2 separate regions of the Mus musculus genome follow, and region 2 is linked to region 1. Evidence: chromatin contacts called from public promoter capture Hi-C data. All regions are on one chromosome and are shown on one strand. Each heading gives the region's core, a stretch centred on a gene start, on an enhancer-like site or on the middle of the called end of the contact. The rest is flanking DNA. Distances are from core to core; before and after follow the strand shown. Region 1 overlaps Slc25a43 (solute carrier family 25, member 43). Region 2 holds the start of Ube2a (ubiquitin-conjugating enzyme E2A).

Evidence for each region. Promoter capture Hi-C pulls out the DNA fragments that hold promoters and counts their contacts.
Region 2: a promoter capture Hi-C map of embryonic stem cells shows a contact between it and region 1. The contact joins the promoter of Ube2a here to the enhancer-like site in region 1. A contact is called at or near these places in 7 of 39 promoter capture datasets (the C10 cell line, cranial neural crest, embryonic stem cells and 3 more), 1 of 15 datasets of contacts at CTCF or cohesin (embryonic stem cells), 13 of 484 Hi-C or Micro-C datasets (differentiating embryonic stem cells, embryonic stem cells and erythroblasts), 2 of 115 datasets of contacts at active chromatin or transcription factors (both in embryonic stem cells) and 3 of 9 other capture datasets (adipose tissue, embryonic stem cells and liver).

Annotation. Positions count from the first base shown.
Region 1 is chrX:36,760,492-36,768,090 of GRCm38.p6, reverse strand. All of the region lies in intron 3 of Slc25a43 (solute carrier family 25, member 43), which reads right to left. Among named protein-coding and RNA genes, the nearest start is that of Gm23613, 12 kb to the left of the region's middle. Within about 2 kb of position 4,245, at least 36 of the 459 cell types and tissues checked have an H3K27ac peak or open chromatin away from gene starts, as enhancers often do. A contact at or near this core is called in differentiating embryonic stem cells, embryonic stem cells and liver, where this site is marked.
Region 2 is chrX:36,871,402-36,879,000 of GRCm38.p6, reverse strand. It overlaps Ube2a (ubiquitin-conjugating enzyme E2A), which reads right to left and starts at 4,706. Exons shown (of 6, transcript NM_019668.4): 1 at 4,472-4,706; 2 at 4,210-4,290; 3 at 3,809-3,834. The coding sequence starts at 4,515.

The sequences.
Region 1 (7,599 bases), core at 2,996-5,495:
GGACAGGTGAGTGGTCTCTTAGGAAACCATCCTTTTTCTCACTAAGTATAGATGCTGTGCCAACCAGGAGAGACTAAAGTAGGCAGAACCATTAAACTTGGCTAGCATCTTCTACTAGTGGCTGGGACAACAATTTCCTTACTTTCCTGGAGTCTTGGTGCTGTTCCTTCCCGGGCACTAAGGACTTTCTTTCCAGTCCTCTGATCAGCCAGATAAGTCTGTAGCTAACCAAAGGATCGTGGCTGAGGAATGGTTGCTTGGGCAACTTCTTCTTACAGTAGAGCTCATTAAAGCTGCCAATGGGGCTTCCAATGACAGGCTGCTTCCAAGCTCTGGGATACTATAGTTTTCGTGAGATTTTTTTTTCTCCTGCTTTAATTTGAGGTAAACAGCTTCTGGCCAAAACCAGGCTTACTAAAGTCCAAACATTTGTGTTTCCTTCCACTTTCTGTGTTGAAATCCTGACCCCATGTAATGTTTCAGGAGGTGGAGCCTTTGGAAGATAATAAGATCACGAGGCCAGAGCCCTCAGGAATGGGATTAGTGTCCAAACAGACATGTCAGGAGCTGCCCTGCTTCTACGACGGAAGGATACAACAAGAATGTGCCATCTAGAGGCAGGTGGATTTCCGAGTTTGAAGCCAGCCTGGTCTACAGAGTGAGTTCCAGGACAGCCAGTCTATACAGAGAAACTCTGTCTCAGAAAAAAAAAAAAAAAAAAAAAAAAAAAAAGAATATGCCATCTAGGAATAGAAAGTGAGCATTCCCCAGATATCAAATTTGCCTTGACCTTGAACGTCCCAGCCTCCAGAACTATGAGAAATGCGCTTGTATTGCTCAGAAGCCACCTAGCTTACTTGAATGGATGAAGGCTTCTGAGCCTTTGCACATTGTTATTTTTCTCAACGGTTCACACGCTGAAATATTGAGCTGCCAGTTCTCAAGGCCCAGCTTCCGCCATCTCAGCAGAGGCAAAGGAACAAAAGGCTAAGTTAACTAATTACCTAGCATCTAGGAAGGAGCCCTGTACTTCCTGGTGGATAAAGGAAAGCCCGGAGGAAGGAGGGAGCCGACTTTAACATATACTAGCTGTGTGACTTCTGTGCAAGTAGCTTCCCCTTTCTGTGCCTCATTTTCCCACCCATAAGAAATAAGAATCCTGGGCTGGTGAGATGGCTCAGCAGGTAAGAGCACCCGACTGTTCTTCCGAAGGTCCAGAGTTCAAATCCCAGCAACCACATGGTGGCTCACAACCATCTGTAATGAGATCTGACTCCCCCTTCTGGAGTGTCTGAAGACAGCTACAGTGTACTTACATATAATAAATAATAAATCTTAAAAAAAAAGAATCCTAATAGCACCTATTTTGGAGGTTGATAAAGAAGATTAGATGAGTTAAGAATCTGCCTTATCTATATTATCTGACCAACAAAGGGTGGTATGGTTACAATTCCTTAATCTAAGGCAGGCTTTTCCCGTCATTATCTTCTTGCACACATCTTCATGCGTCTAGCTCTGACAAAAGCTTCAGTAACGAACAGCAGTCATGTACACTCCTCCATTTCCTGAAAGCAGTCCCCGAAGGACTATGAACTGGACGGTGGTGTGATTTGTCAGGTGCCTCCAGACCCATGCCCAGTGATGAGAGGTTGGAATGCAGAGAGTACAAATGGAAACAGTGTGGAGGTTTTTCTTTCCCTTTCCTCTTTTCTTGTTTGCCTCAAACACGGCCCCACTAAATTGCCCAGACTAGCTTTGAACTTGCTCTGTAGCCCAGGCAGGTCTGAAAAGTTTGATCCTTCTGTCTCAGCCTCCTGGATGTTGGAATTATAAGCTTTTGACATTGTGCCTAGTTCTAGCTTGTCCTTTTAGCACATTTGCCAATCTTGCCAGTTGACAGCTGTTGGCCATGGGTGGCACAGGACAGGATTGTTATGGTAGGAGACAGTGTATTCTTAGAACAGTACACAAAAGTAGTACTAGGAAACAAGAAGAATTTTCTTTAGGTCAGCGTGCTGGGAAGAGGGCAGACTTGGGTGTTCTTACCTTCAGCTTGTATAGACACAAGAGCACAGACTCAGGGTTCACTCAGTGGCATGATTCAACTCTGTACTCAAAGGGAGGGCTCCTAAACTTGTTTTCAAAATTATTCATTTTAAAACAAGTATCAAGTGCCTGTTATGTGAGACTACATGTTTTAGGGATACACAAAAATATAACATATACTTCCCATGGGCCAAGAGCTTGCAATTTAGAGAAAAGAAACACATTTATAATATAAGGGATCTTGTGACATGCATAAAAGAGTTTTCTAGGGGCTGAGAGATGGCTCAGCAGTTAAGAGCACCGACGGCTCTTCCAGAGGTCCTGAGTTCAATTCCCAGCAACCAGATGGTGGCTCACAGCCATTTGTAATGCCCTCTTCTGATGTGTCTGAGGAGAGCAACGGTGTACTCACATACATAAAATAAATAAATAAATCTTTTTTTTTAAAGAGGGTTGGAGAGATGGCTCAGCAGTTAAGAGCACTGACTGCTCTTCCGAAGGTCCTGAGTTCAAATCCCATCAATCACATGGTGGCTCACAACCACCCATAATGAGATCTGACGCCCTCTTCTGGTCTGTCTAAAGACAGCAACAGTGTACTTATCTATAATAATAAATAAATCTTTTAAAAAAAGAAAAGAGCTTTCTAGGTTGAGTATCCTTTATCTAAAATGATTGGGATAAGAAGTACCTCAAATTTTGAATATTTCTTAATTTTGGAATACTTACATATAAAGAGAGATCTTTGAATGGGAGCAAAGTTTAAAGCATGGAATTCACTTATGTTTCATATATATTTTATTTTACAAAGCATGAAGGTAACTTTATGCTGTTTTATTAAATTTTTATTTTTATTATCATATATTCATATGCATGTGTATATGGTGTGTGTGTGTCTGTGTGATGGTACATGTGTGCTGGGTCTTATGTGTGGAGGTTAGAGGACATCTCAGATGTGGTCCTCAGTTCTGTCTTATTAGATACATAGCATCTCTGTTTACTGCTGTGCAGGTGAGGCCATCTGGGCCACGAGTTTCTGTGGATTCCTTTAATTCTGTCCCCTATCTCAAAAGAGGAGTGCTAGAATTTTAGAGTACACTACTGTCATGCCTAGCTTTATACAGGTTTGAGGAATTCAAACTGAAGCCCTTGTGCGTATGTAATAACCATCTCCCCCACCCCATCGACAGTCTTTCCAGCGTGTCTGTATTTGTTTGCAGTCCTTTACTTGAGATCAGTTGTGGAATCTTCCATCATGTGGATGCTCCAAGTTTCTGACTTTAGAGTATTTTGGTTTTCAGAGTTCCAGAGTAGGGATGCTCAAAACTAAGCAAACGAAGACACTGGCATTGAGGAGACTATTTCTGCTTGGGAAAATAAGATAGCTGCTACCAGGAGGTAGTTTTGGCAGGGAAGGGACAGCAGAGCAATGATGTTGAGATAAAAAAGGGTAAAAGAGGAAAAAATGCTATGGAAGAAAATTGTCAAAGTGAGAGGACCCACGGTGAGGCTAACAGCACCCTTTAAAAGGAGTTACTCACCCACAACTTTTGGGAATACAACGACTGTGCCCATAGACATGGGAGTAGAAGAGGGAGTCAGTGAAAAACAGCATCCACCTTTTCAGAGAAGGTACCCTATAGTTAATTTAGTTTCTTCTTCCCCAGGACTCCCTCTCCAGTGGGCTAGAGTGCCTGCATTGTGGTTCTCAAAGGCTTAAATAGCTGCCTTTATGCATTATCTGAAAATGTGTGCCTTATGGGTGGGAAAAGCCAGCAAACAAAAGCAACAGATACTACTACCAACGTAAGTTCAGTTGAACCTTTACAGAGACAGAAGTGATGCTTAGGCAGAGAGAGGTAGCTGCAGGAACAAAGGCCTGTTGACCAGAATATAAAATACGTTTGGTCTTCAGGGCTTGGGGGAGGGGAACTTCTTCACTATTGCAACTGGATGCTTCAATTGAACAGAGGCCAAAAGAAGGCATGTTGTGCTTTGCCCAGACAGTACTTTTTATTTGCAGCCTTAAAAAAAAAAAAAAAGAAAGAAAGATTTCACATCACAATCTGGATGTAAATTTAGGGGCTCCCTTGAAAACTGGGCTTGCATTTCTAAATGGCAACCATCCTTCTGAGAGGAGACTCTTGCAGTTTAGCTGCAGCCTCCACCAGCTCACTTCACTCTTTTCTGCTACGCATATTTAAATGCTAATCACATTCTGTGAGCAGAGAGTTTAGTTCTCCAGAATGCTTTCAAAAGGCACGATGGCTTAGAATGCATTTAAAGGCTTATTGTTTGGGGCTGAGTGCCCGTTATCTGGGTCTCCCTAGCTCTCCTGTCCATGCTGTTTCTGAATTCTTACAGACATTTGATTCTGCAACTCCCTATACAAAGGGCTTCTATACAGCACGCACAGTGAAGTCGGTGAGGGAAACATGCCAAGCTAATGGGCCGGCCTTTATTCTCTAAAGGTGATAGAGGAGCCACAGTGACAGGGCAAAAGAACATTTGTTCTGCAAGAAACCCATGGACTGAAGTGAGCTCTGATCCGGGAGGCAAACCTGCATGCATGGCCTTTGTCCCAGTTCCGTTGCTCAAAGATGGGCTTGTAATCTACAGTGCCTCAGTTTTCTCATCTCAATAGGCAAGATGGCTCAACAGGTAAAAGTGCTTGCTGCCAAGACTTGACGATCTGAGTTTAAGCTCCAGAACCTGCCCTGCGTGGCGGACAGAGATCTCTGACTCCCGTAAGTTGTCTGACTTCTTTCTGTATGTGCACTGTGACACACACACACACACACACACACACACACACACACACACACACAGGCACTCACACGCAGATATAGTAACAACAGTGCTTACTTTGTGAATTGTTGTAAGGATTGGATGACATAATGAACATCCACTTGGCCCGGTGCCTACTATATCTTCCCACTCAGTACTAATAGTCACGTTTAGAATCACTCATAGAGAACAGTATGTGCTGCACTATGAGCTGATAAGGACTTTGACTGGGAGTCAGGGCAATAAAAAAAAAAAAAAGGACCCATGTAGGAGACTTATGAATGCAGAAGCAAATGAACTTTGGGTTGGTTGGATGAAGGGACGGCAGAGGCAAGCCTAACTTCTGGATGCTTAGCTTGGCTATCTAGGACACTGATGGCCCAGAAAGGGAAAAGTCTAGAAAGACAGTTTTAGGGGAACATGGGTAACTTTGATAGACAGTGGGTTGGAAGTGATCGTGAAGATGTGCTACTCAGCGGTCCAAATCAGCAGGCTGTGAGAACCATGAGCTCAGGACTGAGGAGGGAGGCGGGGGTGAAGACATAGGATGGAGCATTAGAAGCCCCGAGTGGGTTAATGAAGTGACTGTGTATCTGCAAAGCTTGCTCAAGGTGGTATCCATTGCGGTCCGAGTGGAGGCTATTTGAGCAGGCTGGGGCCTCTGTTTATTCACTGACCATGTGTGTTCTGCTCACTGAGCTGTGCCACTTGGATACCACCTTTGTCCTTCATTTTATGCACTTTCAGTTCAAATGCTGACTTGGCCTAATCCTGCTTACCCTGTGAGTTGTGGTGGGGGCAAAGTCCACTGGGGTATAAATCAACAGGACGGCACATGGGTTTGTATTTGGTGAAATGGAGATAACTAATAGGAGCAACAGAGTGGAGGGAGGGTTCGTGGACCTCCTTCCTGATTCTTTCATAAGGCCTACCAGACTCCAGGTCCCATGTTCGAAGCTGTTCCCCAGACTCCCAGCAAAGTGTTCCCAGCCTGCCTCTCCTTCTCTTTCACATACACCTGCCTATGGAACTATTATAGTTCCCCCCCCCCCCATAATTCTTTGGTTCTTAATAGGGCTTATAGATTAATCACATAAAATATTTGTTGTCAACATTTCTTCCATCTTATACTTTCTTGTATTAAATCCTTTCCTTTTCTTCACCCTCCCCACCCCTTTGAGACAGTAGCTCACTGTGTAGGTCTGACTGGCTTTGAACTTGCTATGTAGACAAGGTTACCTTCAAACTCACAAAAATCCACCTGCCTCTGCCTCCCTAAAGGTTATGCCACTATGCCCAGCCTATTGTTTCTTTAATACACTTAGTGCTGCCAGCATCTTCTGGCCCAGGGTCTTAGCCAGGTGGAGATGCAGATAGAAGGGCCAGGCTGTATCCAGAGGAGCTGGAGTTAAAATGTACAGACACGTGGAAAAGGAGATTTCAGGCAGGGTGGCATTAGGGTCCGTGAAAGCACACAAGGTAGAGGCATTTCATTCCACATACAACTGACCCTTCTCCCCGAGAAACATTCTCTCAAAACATGCGCATGCATAAATTATTTACCTCTCCATCCTCTAGCAGGGCCAAGCAAGCAAAAGAAAAGCAGGATAAAATGCATGTAAGCCTGGTGAAGGAAGGGCTCAGGTGGCTAAACAAGACTTCTGATTATTGTCATTAATGTTCAGAAGAGTTCCAACCTGCCGTGGTATTAGACAGACAGATTGTATGTCCGAATGTCTGGATAAAAGCCCATGAAGACAGGCACTCAGACAAAGGCGTCAGCCACTGTGGGTGCTGGGAAAAACTCCCTGTTCAGTTGGCTATCCACCAGACACCTGCTGTTGATTTGCTTCATGGTGGGCAGTGCCATGGAGAAAACCAATGGAATGCAAATGTTACCATTAACTGTGTTCAGGTCACAGCAGCTTGGTGCCCTTGTGACAAATGAAGTGCGGAAACCTGCCTGATCCAGTGGAAGTGTGTGGTTCTTATGGCTTTCTCTTCTTGATGAATATTGCATTATGTGCTTTACAGGAAAAAAAAAAACTTTAGGCGTTTCCTGTTGCTTCTGCCCCCTTATCTTCCTAACTGAAAGCGATTCTGAGCTGGGCCTGTGAGGTTAGTAACTCACTAAGTTGCTGGTTCATAGCTTTCCATGGCCAGAGACTATGTGTTTACTGCAGTGACACCTAGTGGACAGAGAAGGTAATGCCATGTTTGCATTTGAAGGCCTGTGGTTCTGTCCTGGGTGTTAATTTTAAAAATATGTATTATGGACAAATTGTTATATTTACTAACCCATGAAGAATAAAATTTTGGCTGCGTCATATTAGTTGGCTTACTATATCTTCAGATGACATTTATGATGTTAGTCATAATTAGATGCTAATCCTATTTTACAGTACATTTATTTTGTGTTTTTAAAAACAACCACTATGACTTTGCATTTATTTGAAAGCTGTTTTCTCTGTTTTTGTTTTCTTGAGGCTAATCTCAAACTGGCTATGTAGATGATGGTGACCTTGAAGTTGTGACCTTCTTGCCTCTGTCACTGAGATCACAGGCAAGTGACACCATACGCAGCCTTGACTGCAGCTTCTTGACACAGTATATATACATTAGCTAGAAGGTTCCCACACAAAGGGAAAATGAGTAGGACTGCACTCAAATTCTCACTCTCAGTGTTTCTTACCCTGGTTGGTGGCAGATTGCTATGGTAAGGTGATATTCTAGTGCAGAATGTAGTGTTGGCTAGAGTCTCCTAGA
Region 2 (7,599 bases), core at 3,457-5,956, 110 kb before region 1:
TTCTTACAGAGTGAGTTCCAGGACAGCCAGAGCTACACAGAGAAACCCTGTCTCGATAAACCCAAATAAATATATATATAAATATATAAATATATATATATATATATATTTATATATATATATTTATATATATATTTATATATATAAATATATAAATATATATATAAATATAAATATAAATATATATAAATATATATATATTTATATATATATATTTATATATATATATCCCATAACTTTTATATTTAGCTTACCTACAAAGATATTTCAACAAAGTATTTTTTTTCTTTTTTTTTTTTTGTAAGAAGGCTACAAAGAAACGCTGTCTCAAAAAAAGCAATTTGTTTCTTTGTTCCAGATTTCCTTTTTTTTGTTTGTTTTGTGGTTTTTTTTCCGAGACAGTGTTTCTCTGTGTAGCTCTGGCTGTCCTGGAACTCACTTTGTAGACCAGGCTGGCCTCGAACTCAGAAATCCGCCTGCCTCTGCCTCCCGAGTACTGAGATTAAAGGCGTGCGCCACCAAGCCCGGCTAGATTTCCTTTTTAACTAGGACCAAGAATCTACCAAGAATTAATGAAAAGTTGTATGAGGGCTTTTAATTTGGAAACACGTTATTTATTTCTACCAAATCTCCTCCCTAATTATAAATTCTCCAAAAGTAATTAGAAGTAATGCAAAAAGGCCAGTACTTGTTTTTGCTAGTCAGAGCTCTAAACACTGGAGGAAGCAGTCCCTGTGTACGGGACTGTGAGACAGGCACTGTCAGTTAGCTTAACCCCTTTCAGCTATGCCATGTTAGAGATAGATATACACCATCAAACAAGAAAAGCCAGTACTATCAAAGGCAACAATCCGGGAAGGTAATGGATTCCACAAGTACCTTTTCAAATCGGACTACTTTAAACATCAGGAGCACTCTTGAAACCTTAAGTAGCCAGCCTTTAGCAAAACGATGAGCTATTAATAAGCTGTGCCTAAGATAAAACAGTCTGCGCAAAATGGGGGTGTGGCGCAATGAAAGTAAAGCCCATTACTGCTAAACCAGTTTACACCAGTGGTTCTCAACCTGTGGGTTGTGACCTTGAAGGGTGCTGCTCAATGCCCCTTTTACATGGGGCCACCAAAGACCATTGGAAAACACATTTATTTACATTACAATTCACAACAGTAGCAAAATTACAGTTATGAAGTAGTAACGGAAAATAATTTTATGGTTGAGTGTCACAACATAAGGGAATGTATTAAAGGGATGCAGCATCAAGAAGGTTGAGAGCCACTGGGCTACACATAAGACTTACCTATAAAGACTTAGCTAACACCAGCCAGGTGGTAGTGCCTCAACCTTTGATTCTAGCATTTGCGAGGCAAAGGCAGGAGGATCTCTGAGTTGAGTTCCAGGACAGCCAAGGCTACACAGCAAAAAAAAAAAAAAAAAAAAAAAAAAAAAAAAACCTGACAAATAAAAGTAGCACCAATCTAGCAGAGAAAAGTTAGACTCTTACACTAAATTCACCAAAGTTGTGTGCCCCAGAATCACTCAGTCCTGTGACATTTCTTTTTTTTTTTTTCCGTTTTTCTCGAGACAGTTTTTCTCTGTATATCCCTGGTTGTCCTAGAACTCACTCTGTAGGCCAGGCTGGCCTCGAACTCAGAAATCTGCCTGCCTCTGCCTCCCAAGTGCTGGGATCAAAAGGCGTGCACCACCACGCCCGGCTTCTTTTTTATTGCAGCATGAAAGAGCAGCAACATTTACCTAGCCAGTGAAGCAGAGAAAAAGCTTACAGTACTCTGGTGACCGTCAATGGTTTCCGAAGGATGTCTTGAGTATTTGAGGCAATTTACAGAATAAGTTGATTTTGACTCACCTCACAGCATTTAGTTACTAGTAGTAACAAAAAGCAGTCTGACTCAGCAACATATATAGGAAAAAAGTTTAGAAATGTTTTTAAACTAAAGGCATATGTGTCTTTGTGTGTGTGTGCACATTCGTACATTACTAAAGATAAGTCATTGAGAAAAAAATTAGAGGTTTTAAGTACCCCAAGTACTAGAGAACTCAAAATGATCTAACCATCCTTTAAATGAATGAAACCTTAAAAATAGCCCCAAAACCAAACACACACAATTTAGTATATGCATATAAAACTGTATCACTGCCAATTTTGATTCTGATATTGTAGTCATTCAAGATATTGCCATAATCCCAGCACTTGGGAGGCAGAGGTAGTGAATTTCTGAATCGGAAGCCAGCCTGGTCTACAGAGTGAGTTCCAGGACAGCCAGGGCTACACAGAGAAACCCTGTCTCAAAAAAAACCAAAAACAAAAACAAAAACAAACAACAACAACAAAAAAAACAAAAGATATTGCCAAAAAGGTAATGGGACTTGGGTAAGAGTTTACAGGGACTCATTAATAGTATTTATTTCAACTGCACAGGAATCTGTAATTATGTCAAATTAGAGTGGGGAAGGCTTTTCCTTGTTGTTTTATTTTTAAGACAAGGATAACTCTGACTGGCCTGAAATTACAGTAGACTAGACTAGTCTCAAACTCATGGAGTCTTGCCTGCCCACTCTGCCATCTAAGTGCAAGAATGAAAGGCATAGGACAGCAAGGCAGCATTCAATAAATATATCAAGTTTTGAAGAGCAGTTATTATGTGTTTAAAAGTTAAAGCCTAGCCGGGTGTGGTGGCGCACGCCTTTGATCCCAGCTACCAAAGGAGAAAGGCAAACAGCAACCTCTCCATATTACCTACAATACTGTTATGCCTGAAAAAAAAATGCTAGTGCAATGGTGGCATAACCAACCAATGTTTGATTTGACTTAAAGCCCACCCCACAAGATGGAAAGCATATCTGATACTAGTTAGATGATCAAGAACCAGAGACTAGCCGGGCAGCGGTGGCACACGCCTTTAATCCCAGCACTCAGGAGGCAGAGGCAGGTAGATTTCTGAGTTCGAGGCCAGCCTGGTCTACAGAGTGAGTTCCAGGACAGCCAGGGCTGTACAGAGAAACCCTGTCTCGAAAAAAACAAAAAACAACAACAACAAAAAAAAGTTAAAGCCTAAATCGTTTGTTATGCACCTCTTGATATAAACTCAACATTCAAGTAGACTGGATACCGGCCAAACGGGGGCTACTGTGAGGCAAATCTCAATTCTGAAACTGCTTTGAGATTATCAGTCAGAGGATCTAACCGGAAACACACACTGTAAATGAATTGAAAACTCAAGGAACAACATTATACTGAAATTAGACATGGAAGAGCATCTCTAAAGAAGTGAGGCTCGTGACCTTAGTGACATTGCTCAAGCCAGGCAGGCAACTGTATGTCAGAGAAGCTTGCATCCATTCAGCACTAAACAAGCCACACACTAAGCACTGCTGAACACACTTCTTGCCCTGGGGATGGAACGCTTTGTGGACCAGATGGTTGCTGGTGAACTGGTTTCCTGCTGCATTATCTCTGTGGGGGCTAAAGTTAGCAAGAAGGCTGCTCAAACCTCCACAACCCTGAATACCAGCGCTGTGGCACTTCTTTTAAAAAGTGACTACTTTCACCCAGGATGGATTAAACGGGGGGGGGGGGAGACGACACAAACGAACGGAAAAAGTGAAGTTTTGATTAAGCCTAGGTCTAGCCAGAACAATCCGCCACACACTGAATTTCACTTGAGCCTTTGGTGGTCAGAGGTGGCAGGGGCAAAGCCGCTTCTTTAAGTGGGGGGCGCTTGCTGATACCCGGGACCCCCTTTCCCCTGAAGAGTAGGCTCCTGAAAGGTGGGCTAAGAAACTCTCTTACCATCCTCAAACGGGGTCCCTTCGGGCCTGCAACACAGAATAAAAACAAAAACAAGAGCCCGTTAGTGCCGGCTCAGAGGGTCCCCGCCTCCCCGCAGCCTCAGAGGCGGCGGCTCTGTCAAGGTTTCCCATCCCTGCCGCCTGGTCCGTCCCGCACCGCTGTCCCGGGTTAGGAAAAGGCGGCGCAGGCCGCCGCAGCCTCCGCTGCCCCTCGCCACCAAGAACCCCAAAGAGTTCCCCTAGCAGAGAGAAGGCAGCTAATCGAGGCAGAGGCTCCGGGGAGGCGCCTAGGCCCAAGCAACCCCAACTCTCTTCCCCTTTCCCCCCATGCGCGGCTCGTCTAGGGGCCGGCCCCGGTCCTCCCTGCCCCGGTCGCCGGCGAGAGCCGGCCCGCAGACTCACCCAAAAATGACCGCATTCCAAACCATTATGTTGTTCTCCGACGGAGCCCCGCTCACTCCGGCCGGAGGATCTTCCTGTAACCTTCAGAAACAGACACACAGCGGCTGCCCTCAGCCCCGCGATTCGCCGCCGGGATCCCCCTCCCCATCACACCCGGAGCCGCTCCGCTTCGGGCTCCGCCCTGTGCCCCCCGGCAGGCAGGCAGGCAGGCGGGCAGGCAGGCCGCCCCCTCGAGCGCCTGGCCCTCGCGGACGCGGGTTACCTCTTGAAGTCCCTCATGAGGCGGCGCCGGGCCGGGGTCGACATGGCTTTAGCGGGCTCAGCAGTCGGGCATATACCAGGGTCCGCGGTCCCCGAGGAAGCCGAGGAAGCCGGAGAAGCCGAGGAGGCGCCGAGAGGGACGGCACTGCCGCTCCGGAGCCGAGGGTCGGTCTGGCGCCGGCTAAGCACCACCCCAGAGTAGACGGGGGCCGAACCAACCTGGGGAGAACGCGCGGGGGGGTGCGGGGAACGCCTTACGCCCGGCGGACCGTACCAAGGCGGCCACGGGGCGGGGAGAGCCAAAGTTGACCTGTCAATCACGTCCCACCTGAGAGCCCTGGCCCTGGACCTAAGGGAGGAGGTGGCCAAGTTCCCTGGGGGAAAAGGCTAGGCGGGAAGCAAAGGAAACCTTCAAGTCCCGGTGATTTAACAGGGAGCAGCGCGGGCCCCACTTGCTGACTTGAAGAGGAACCCCTGCGAAGTTTTCTTTTTATAGGTACTTACTTTTTTTCGGGAAGGAGGGGCTCTTTTTCTATCTTTTTTCCCCCTCTGTTGAGACAGAGTCTCCTATAGGCCAGAGAACCTCGAACTCACTGTGTCGTTGAGCATGATTTTGAACTCCTGACTCTCCTGCTTTCACCTCCCAAATGCTGGGATTACAAGAGTGCACCACCATGCCAGTCTTTTAATTACTTCTTGTTTTGTTATTGGTTCCCCCTTCTTCCTCCACTTATTTGTTGATTGATTGATTGGCTGATTGATTGTAGGGTTGGTCTCTTGTAGTATCTAATGTAACACAGGCTAACTCAGACTCACTGTGAATCCCAGAGGCTGGACTTGGAGGTCACCTCAGCCTGCCAGGAATATGTCTTTAACCTTTCTTCTGTTTTGACAAAGAATGAATTATTAAACTGCCAACTACTGTTTAGGGTCGGGGAAAGAGGCGAGAAGATTAGTTGAAAGAAAAGAGTGGAGGAAAGACTTGGCACAGGCAAAGCAGTTCTCCAAAGGCAAGGATGTTAGGGTCACAGTCCTGTAGACACGAGAGGCTGGGGTAACTGCTTAAAGTCATGGGGAAAGTAATATAAATAAATAAATAAATAAATAAATAGCTCTTGAGTATGAAAATGGACTTTGGGTCCATCTTCTTTGAGATGAGGGTGCACAATTCAAACCCAACTTTTAACCCTAGGACTGAATGAAATGATGTTGGGGGGCAGTGGCAGAAATGAGAGCTTCGCCGTGGTGGCGCACGCCTTTAATCCCAGCACTCGGGAGGCAGAGGCAGGCGGATTTCTGAGTTCGAGGCCAGCCTGGTCTACAAAGTGAGTTCCAGGACAGCCAGGGCTACACAGAGAAACCCTGTGTCGGAAAAAAAAAAAAAGAAAGAAAAGAAAAGAAAGAAAGAAAGAAAAAAAAGAAATGAGAGCTTCTCCCAGGGAAAATAGACTTTTTACAATCTCTATGGGTACTCACAATTTGTCTCTGGAACCACATTTCCCCTTGGTAATTCAGCAAGCCAAGCAGCTAGTTTAGAAGAGTCTGAGGTATGAGCTTATCCAGCTGGAGAGTATTGGAAGGACCGGAGGCGGCAAGGAGAGGCAGGGCGCACAGGAAAAGCTGCAAGTCTCAGGCAAGCCTCCCAGGGAGTATAGGGACCTGCAAAAGCAAGAACAGTTTCAAAGAAGCATTTTCAAAGATCAACCCAAAAGTCACTTAGTGGGCAGACAAGGATGCTGGAAATTATGAGAAAGGCAGGTTTGAGTTAAATCTGGGAGAGTTTTGAATGCCAAGCTAATGGAATCCTTGGAAGGTAGTGGAGGCAGGAAGCGACACCATTAGAGCTGGGCATTCAGAATCTTCTCCCTAGAGAGCAAGAAAGTAGCTGCAGGGCTCTTTTGCTACTGTGGAGGAGAAACACTGTATCAGGCAATCTCACCTCCCAGAGACAAGCGCATCCTTTACCATGGGAACTACTACAGCTTCAGTCTTCAACAGAGATTTTCTTTCCCATTAAATCCTGCTCACATTTTGAAATCAATCTCTCTCTCTCTCTCTCTCTCTCTCTCTCTCTCTCTCTCTCTCTCGGAGAGCCCAGTCTTCTATAGTCATCAGAGAAAAGGAGGGGGGTAAATAAAGAGCACTTGGCAATAGATTGAATGTGGTGGCAAGAATGATGCTTTAAACCCTGAGAGCAGTGGGGCTTTGAAGTGGCCGTTAACAGAACTAGGCATAAAGGGTGAAGGGACACATCTGGGAGAAGAAATTTTGAGTGGGACTTCCTGAGCTCCTGGGAGTGATGAAACAGCCATGCGAAGATGTCCAGAAGTCATCAGGTGCATAGGAGTAGGAAGCACATACCAACAGTAGTGATTTTCCTAGGTACTTAATGGCAAGTGCCTTCCTGACTAACAATTGTTACCCCCCCATTAACCCCAACATATGAATCCGTTAAAGCAAGTTTCCCTAATAGTGTTGGATTATGGCTGTTGGTGGGAAAAGGTTACCAAACAAATTTCAAATATCCTTTCTCCTCATCTAGGAACACGAAGTCTTCTAGTTCACACATGAAAAGAGCAAAAGCAAGGCCTGCAAAAAGAGCATTTGTTCTCTGTCACTGCTGAACTGATAGCCATGAACTGCAGGTCAAGTCTAGTTCCTTGTGGTCATAGGGCTTGGAGCCCTATTTCACTATTAACTGCCAAACTGGGACCACTCCCAGCTCCCAGAGGCCACCTCCATTCTTTGCTATGTGACCTACTCCCCTTTTCATTGCCAACTGAATATTTCTCTATTATTAGCTCCTTTCCCTACTTTGAACATTTTTCTTCAAGGAGACTGCAATGTACTTTCTCTAACTTCTCTGATTATATCAGACCCAATGTTGATAATCTCTATATCTTAAAAATCCTCTAACTTCAGGTGGTAGTTACTCTTGTCAATTGACTGAAATGCAGTTCAGTACTTGCCTGGTGTGTGTAAGGCTCCATGTCCCATCCCCAGTACCTAAATAAATAAACAAACAAATAAAAGCTACTCAATTTCTTCACTATAAAATCTAGACTAACCATCTAGAGACTGCCGCACCCGGGGATCCATCCCATAATCAGCCTCCAAATGCAAACACCA